2 separate regions of the Strix aluco genome follow, and region 2 is linked to region 1. The links are chromatin contacts, called in public Hi-C maps. All regions are on one chromosome and are shown on one strand. Each heading gives the region's core, a stretch centred on a gene start, on an enhancer-like site or on the middle of the called end of the contact. The rest is flanking DNA. Distances are from core to core; before and after follow the strand shown. Region 1 holds the start of HNRNPA0 (heterogeneous nuclear ribonucleoprotein A0). Region 2 holds the start of FAM13B (family with sequence similarity 13 member B).

Region 1 (3,438 bases), core at 146-2,645:
ACACATCAGTTATCTATGAGGAGGACTAAGTTAACACGAGTTTTCAGAAACTGCGTGGTGCAGGTGCTAATGTGCCTCGTGAAATGGGAACTGACCTTTTCACTTTGAAAGAATTTCCTACATAAACCCCAGTGGGTGTAAGGCCAAAAAAAAAATCCTGTTTCTGATGAAAAATTCAGTATGTTGCAAATAGTGCTGCAGTCTTCAAGCTGACAATGTTTAAGGTACTATTAAAGGAAAAAGAAAAAAAGGAAATACATCTCACTATTAGTCATTTTACAGAGCCTGCACACTCTGGAGCAGCTCTAATTATTTCTCTAAGAAAATACCTCCTTTTCAGAGCTAAGGAGAGGTTTAAGGGTGAGGAGGCAGTAATAGGGTTGGAAAGAGGGAAACTAGCGAGTAAAGCTGCCTGAGAGATTGGGTAGCGGGGAGCATGCTGGAAAGGGAAAAATGGACACAAATGAGGGAAGAAGAGCCACGTAACGCTAAAAGGGAGCAGGCAGGACCTGGACAGAACGGAACGGTTCAGAATCCCGAAGCGGGGTGTCGCTGCCCCTCAGGAATACACGGGCCGCGTTGCCGTAAAGCCGGGAAACGCGAGCGAGCCGAAGGAAATGAAGGTGCGAGGCTGGAGCTGGTCGAGGCAAAGCACGAACACGGTCAGGAGGTAAAGGAGGTCCTGCCGGGCCGGGCCAGCACTCGGCCGGCGGGTGAGCCCTGCTCCCGGCCCCCGCCCGGCGAGGCCGAGCCGTGAGGGGGCAGCGGCCCCCATGCCCGCCTCCACCCGCGCCCCTCAGGCGGGGGAACAATAGCGAGGCCGTGGGAGGGGGGGGCGCTCCGGGGCATGGCCCGGGTGGCGGTCAGGGCCCCGCCGCTCCGTGGCGGGGCGGGGGGCGCGCGGCGCGGCCGCCTAACGGTCCCCGTTTCAAACGCTCCCGCGCGAGCCGCCCGCGGAGCCGCCGCGCGCTGCCCCCGCCCGCGGGGCGGGGCCGCCGAGCAGAAAGCGCGCGGCCCGGCCGGAGGCGGCCCATTGGCTGCCGCCCGCTGGCTTGACGCATTGGCGCGGGCCGGGCCGGGCCCCGTCCCGCCCCTTCTCTCGGCGCGCGCGGAGGGCGCCTCGCATCACCGGCCGCCACAGCGCGGCTCCATTGGCTGTCCGGCGCGTCTGTCACCGGCGGACCCCGGGCCTTCTGCCGACGCGCGGCGGAGGTCGCGCCCTCTGATTAGCCGCCGCGCTCGTCGATCGCGGCCGGAGCCCCGCCCCTGACGGTGAGTCGCGGACGGTGCCGGCGGCGCGCTCTCATTGGCTGATGCGGCGCGGGGGGCGTGCGCGGCGGCGGCCGGGCGGGCGGGGCTCCCAGCGTCCCCTTTGTGTGGGCACCAGTCGCCGGCCGAGTCTTGAGAAGTAGCAGCCGCCATTTTGTGCGTGCCTGTGTTTTCCCCCCACCCCCACCCCCCTTTCTGCGGGAGCGGCGGCAGCCGGGACGCCCCGTCTCTTCTGCTGGTCAGGTGAGGCGAAGCGAAGGCGTTGGGCCAGGCCGAGGGAGCCATCGCCGGCGGCTGCCGCAGCCGTGAGGTCGCGCTGTTCGCAGCAAGCGAGGGGGAAGAAGCGGCAAGACGGAGAAGGGGGGGAAAAAACCTTCAGAGCTGCCCCCCAACAGGAGGAGGAGTCTCGGCGCCAGGCCCAGGCGCAGCCCCGGCACCGGCGGCAGCATGGAGAACTCGCAGCTATGCAAGCTGTTCATCGGTGGCCTGAACGTGCAGACCACGGAGGCGGGACTGCGGGAGCACTTCGCGGCCTACGGTACCCTCACCGACTGCGTGGTCGTGCTTAACCCGCAGACCAAGCGCTCCCGCTGCTTCGGCTTCGTCACCTACTCGGCGGTGGAGGAGGCCGACGCCGCCATGGCCGCCTCCCCCCACGCCGTGGACGGGAACGCGGTGGAGCTGAAGCGGGCCGTGTCCCGGGAGGACTCGGCCAAACCGGGGGCCCACGCTAAGGTGAAGAAGCTCTTTGTGGGCGGCCTCAAAGGGGACGTAGGCGAAGGGGACCTGGTGCAGCATTTCAGCCAGTTCGGCCCGGTGGAGAAGGCCGAGATCATCGCCGACAAACAGAGCGGGAAGAAGCGCGGCTTCGGCTTCGTCTATTTCCAGAACCACGACGCCGCCGACAAGGCGGCCGTGGTCAAGTTCCACCCGATCCAGGGCCACCGCGTGGAGGTCAAGAAGGCCGTGCCCAAGGAGGACATCCAGTCGGGCGGGGGAGGCGGCGGCTCTTCCAGGCCTTCCCGGGGAGGCAGAGGAGGAGGAAGGGGTCGGGGCGGCGGCGGATCCGGCAACCGGGATCACAACGGCCTTTCCAAAGGCGGCGGCGGTTACAATAGCTACGGCGGCTACGGTGGAGGAGGCGGCGGCGGCGGCGGTTACGGCTCCTATGGCAGCGGTTCCTACGGAGGCGGCGGCGGAGGGGGAGGCGGCGACTACGGCAACGGGTACGGCGGGTTCGGCAGCTACAGCCAGCACCAGTCCTCCTACGGCCCCATGAAGAGCGGCGGAGGAGGTGGAGGAGGGGGCGGCAACTGGGGGGGCCGCAGTAACAGTGGACCGTACAGAGGAGGCTATGGTGGGGGAGGCTACGGGGGCGGCTCTTTCTGAGCGGGAGCGCCCATAGCCATTGGGGGTGGCGCGGAGAGCCCTCCCTTTGATACGGGGCAGCTTCTAAATGGTTTCTCCCCTCATTCGCCGAAGGGCAGCTCCTTTTAAATGCCTCCCTGCTGTGGGAGCAGCTCCTAAATGCCCCCTGGGGGTCGCCTCTGCTGCCTGTGCCACTTCTTTCTCTCTGAAGATGGACTGGGCCCCACATACACATACTTTGTGTTACAGTCATTGATGGACTCTATTTTTTTATTATTACTTGGACCTTGGTCGTTTTTATACTAGCAACGAAAAAAATGTCTTGTTTTAATTTGTTTTTTGGGGGTACGGGGTGGGAAGTGTCTTGCTGATCTGGAGTAAAAACTGGGGAGGGTTATGGGGGAATTTCCTTTGTTGTAAGGACTCGATACCTGGCTACTACATTTTTTTCTACAAAATCTACTCGGATCCCATGACTGAAATTAACATTTCTGTAAAGGAGGAAAAAAATCGTTTTTACGTTTTTTATTTTTTAAATAAATCATTGTGTTCATTGACCTTTACATGTCTAATTTTTTTTCCTAGGATCCATTCCGTACGGTTTTAAGGCTTTTCTAGGTTTGAAGCCAGCGTTCTTCTGCTTTAAAATCTCTATGTACTTAGAGTAAATATTTTATTGCCAGTAAAGGTCCTAACTGACTTTTTTGCTACCCCCCTAGTGGATTTATTGGTTTTCAAACACTCGACAGAGAACTTTTTGAAGTACTAATCCGTGGATGTGGTCTGTTTTTTAAATATTCG
Region 2 (3,576 bases), core at 278-2,777, 150 kb before region 1:
GCCTACCTGCCTGCCTCTGCTGTCTGTCTCCTCTTGCCGCGTGTGTTTTCTGTGTCAGGTTTCTTGCAGTTTTATTCCTGTCAACTGGCCAACGTATCTGCTGAAGAGCCAGCTGGAGTCCGCTCTCTCCCATGTTTCATCAACAAAATTGCCAGCTTGTTCTGATTCAGTATCTTTATTGTTGTTGATGAGGCTAAATGAATCAGAAAGAACACAGCTATGTATACAAAATAGAAATTCGGAAATCTCATCCTGATGTGAGGAAATTTTATTAGCTGTTCAAGTGGAGAAATCTGCTGTGGAAGCAGACCGACAGCAAATATGGACCTCCTGAGAGGTCATTTCCCCTGACCCTACGCATTTTATTGTCTTTGTATGGCACCTCCTAATGATACCAAATCTTCTAGTAGGAAAATACAGTTTTAGATCTGCCAGGCTAATTTACTGTGGGATTGTGACTCTCCCTTCTTCGGATTCTAAATGTAAAAACTCTTAATGAGTCTTATAAATGTATCTCTAGATAAAATTTAGAATCCACGTTGGAAAACCTGAAACAAAACCCTCGCAGCTATTGACAATATGAAAGCTTCAATTAATCCCATCCTAATTCTATCGGGTTTTTTTCATTTCACATATTCTTTGTCAGCTTTTCATGGGAAGAAAAGATTGTCTTGAGAGGATTTTTACTAACTAAATCCTTATTTCCTTAAATGCTTTATTAAACCCACCACCTATGGCTGCTGGCACTGCATGACAGAAAAAGCTGTTGTAGTTTCAACGTGGCATGTGGGAACCGCAGACTGTCAGGCACGGCTTTTAACACCTCTGGTGTAAGCTTGCATCTCCTCACTAACTTATGCTAACTTAGTTTAAGGGTGCTAAATTTTGTATTTCAAAACGCATTAGCTCTTTGTCAAAGGGCACTTTGTTACTTCTGGCGCGCTTACACTTGGGAAATGTTTGGGAGCGATCACTGTTGACGCTTTAATTCAGAAAATTTACAGGAAATATTTTAATATGGTTACGAGAACTGCAAAACCGTACAGGAGCAGGAGCCTGCACGGTGACACCGACGGCCGTGGTCACTCTCTGGGCACCCCTGAGCCCGCACGGGCCGAGGCCGAGGGATGGCTGAGTCACTAAGGTTAAAAACAAGAGAAAAAAGTTAATCCCTGGGCTGCTGCTCGTTGTTCGTGGGTGCGGTGTTGCAGTCGCTGCGGCTCTGGACAGCCCGGGGCTATAACGGCCGGCGGACCCACCGGCCCGGGGCAGGCCGCACCAACCTGCCCCCGGCCGCCAGCTCCTCCCCTCCTGCCCTCCCTCAGGCGGCTCTTCCCGCCCGCGGGCCGCCGCTACCGAGCCTCGCCGCCGGCCTGAGGGAGCTGCGGCCCAGGGCGGGAACCGGCTCCCCTCAGCACCGCCCCGCTCCGCCCCGCCGCGGCGCCACCGGCGACCCCTCCCCGCCCCGCAGCACGTGACCCCGAGGGAGGGGGGCGCGCGCCTGCACCTGTCAGTCAGCGCGTCACTTCCGCCAGTTGCCGCCGCTACCGTTGGGGACCCCCCGCTCGCGGAGAGCGCGCTCGGGCGACGGAGCGGCTCTGGGGACGGACGGCGCCCGGGTCGGCAGCGCGGCGGCCGCGGCTGGACGGCGGGGGCGGCCGAGGGAGGCGGCCTGCGAGGAGAGCGGAGCGGCGAGGAGAGGCCCGCGCTGGCCCCCGGGGTAGGAAGAGGCGGAGGAACCTGCTGCTGGTGCTGAGGACGGCGGGGAGGGCGAGTCACCCGGCAACGGTGAGGGGGGCTGCGGGGGCGCATGCGCGGCGCGGCGCGGGCCGGGGTCGCCCCTCGGGGGCGGCGGGCTGAGGCCGGGTCGCGCTCCCGCCTCGGGAGGCGGCGTGTGGGGCGGGGAGGGTGTCACGACAGGCTTCAGGAACCTTCTGGGAGCGGCGCGGATCAGGGGCGCGGGAACTTCCTCGTCTGGGCAGCGGAGGTGGCCGAGGCGGGCGCGTTGCAGGGTTGCGTGGTGCAGAAGTTGCTAGAGCCTCTCGGAGGGAGCTGTCAAGTGGTGCGTTCGTTTCCCAGGTTGCACTTGTGTCGGTAGGACCTTCGAGGCAGCCCTGACAGCCAGCAGGGATTTCTTGGCTCCTCCAGCGGAGTTGTCTGCTGAGCCTGTTCCTCCTCCCACGGTGGATCAGCCTTATCCCCCCCGCGATGGGACTTGGCACGCAGACAGTATTAGCCTAGCAGCTCCCTGCCAGCAAAGTTGGTTCCAGAAGTTAAAGGGTAGTCACTAAATCTTCAGTGAAGACGAAGGCAACGCTGGCATGAAGAATGCTAGCTTATGGACTTAATGCTGCAGCCTGTGACCAAATGTGTATCTTCTGAGGAATCTGCCCGTGTGGGTTTCCATTACTCTTGGAAGCTCCTTAGGGGTTTAAACATTTGAGTGTAAATGCTTCTTGCCTCCAAAAGGTTGCTTTAACGTGAGATGCTCCAGTGTTAGGGTATTTCTTCCAGGTTTGAAAAAAACCCAACAACAAAAAAGTTGTAATCAAACGCTGCAACTTGAACTTTTACTACACAACTCTTGAGTTCGTTTGGTCTGGCTTTTTAAAATTTTAGACAAAATTTGTTACTGCTGTCAGACTCAAGACATAGACTCAAAAAATACTAAATGAAGAAAGTAAATGCCATCTAATCACTCTTGCCTGTTTAAAAAAAATAAACCGAATATATCAAAACCTACCCAGTTGTTTATTTTTTTCAGGCATGTATTTCTGAGTGTCCTCGGAGATGAAATAGTATGTGACTTTGAAACAAATTCTTGAACTGGATTAGCATTTAGGTTTGAAGTTTTTCTGTCTTCTGTGCAGTTTAATCTGCCAGCATAAAAAAAATTTTAAAAAGCTAGTTTGTTTGCCTATATTATAATAAATTCAGCTGTCTTGTTATTCCACTTGTTTTCTAGCTTGTTTTTTTTTACTGCTCATTGCTAGTAAATCGCTTTACATGTTATCTGTTGCATAGATTTGAAGGTATTTAGAATCTTTTTTTTATCTGCTTTGTCAGTCTATGTGTTGTCTAGCACCATAGGGATCCTTTCCTTCTCTTGACAACATCATAATAACAAAATAAATACCTCAGTGTTTTGAAAGCATCCAACTGGAAATTTACAGTATTATTTTAGAAAAATCAATCAAGTAGAGTGCCTCATGGTTACGTGTAAAGAAGTTGATTAGGAGGAGCTCATGATAATTTCTAATGCTTGCAAATTTTGACATGGACAGCATGTCAAAACATCTGAGTTTGGCAAATGATAGCTTTTATCTGCTCAGTCTTAGTCAGTTTGGGCTTTTCCTGTATGCGCTGCTTGTAACATCAGAGGACTTTCTAACAGCTCATTAAAAGACTCAATTTAACATTTTTCATGTGCGTCTCATAATATGAGACCTGTGCAAGCGGTGAAACTTTTCTTTCTAATGTACATAACAGCATGTTTGCAAAAGCATGTGAGGCTGAAGAAATATTCCATGCCTTTGGAACAGACATTACTAAGTTTTGTGAAACCCTCTGCTTTCT

The links. Hi-C and Micro-C count contacts between places; a contact is called where the count stands out from the background.
Region 2: a contact with region 1 is called in a Hi-C map of brain, with 4 times the contacts expected there. The contact joins the promoter of FAM13B here to the promoter of HNRNPA0 in region 1. A contact is called at or near these places in 2 of 2 Hi-C or Micro-C datasets (brain and heart).

What each region holds. Positions count from the first base shown.
Region 1 is chr13:5,119,523-5,122,960 of bStrAlu1.hap1, reverse strand. HNRNPA0 (heterogeneous nuclear ribonucleoprotein A0) reads left to right here and starts at 1,395. Exons shown (of 2, transcript XM_074838876.1): 1 at 1,395-2,495. The coding sequence starts at 1,717.
Region 2 is chr13:5,266,369-5,269,944 of bStrAlu1.hap1, reverse strand. FAM13B (family with sequence similarity 13 member B) reads left to right here and starts at 1,527. Exons shown (of 24, transcript XM_074838123.1): 1 at 1,527-1,788.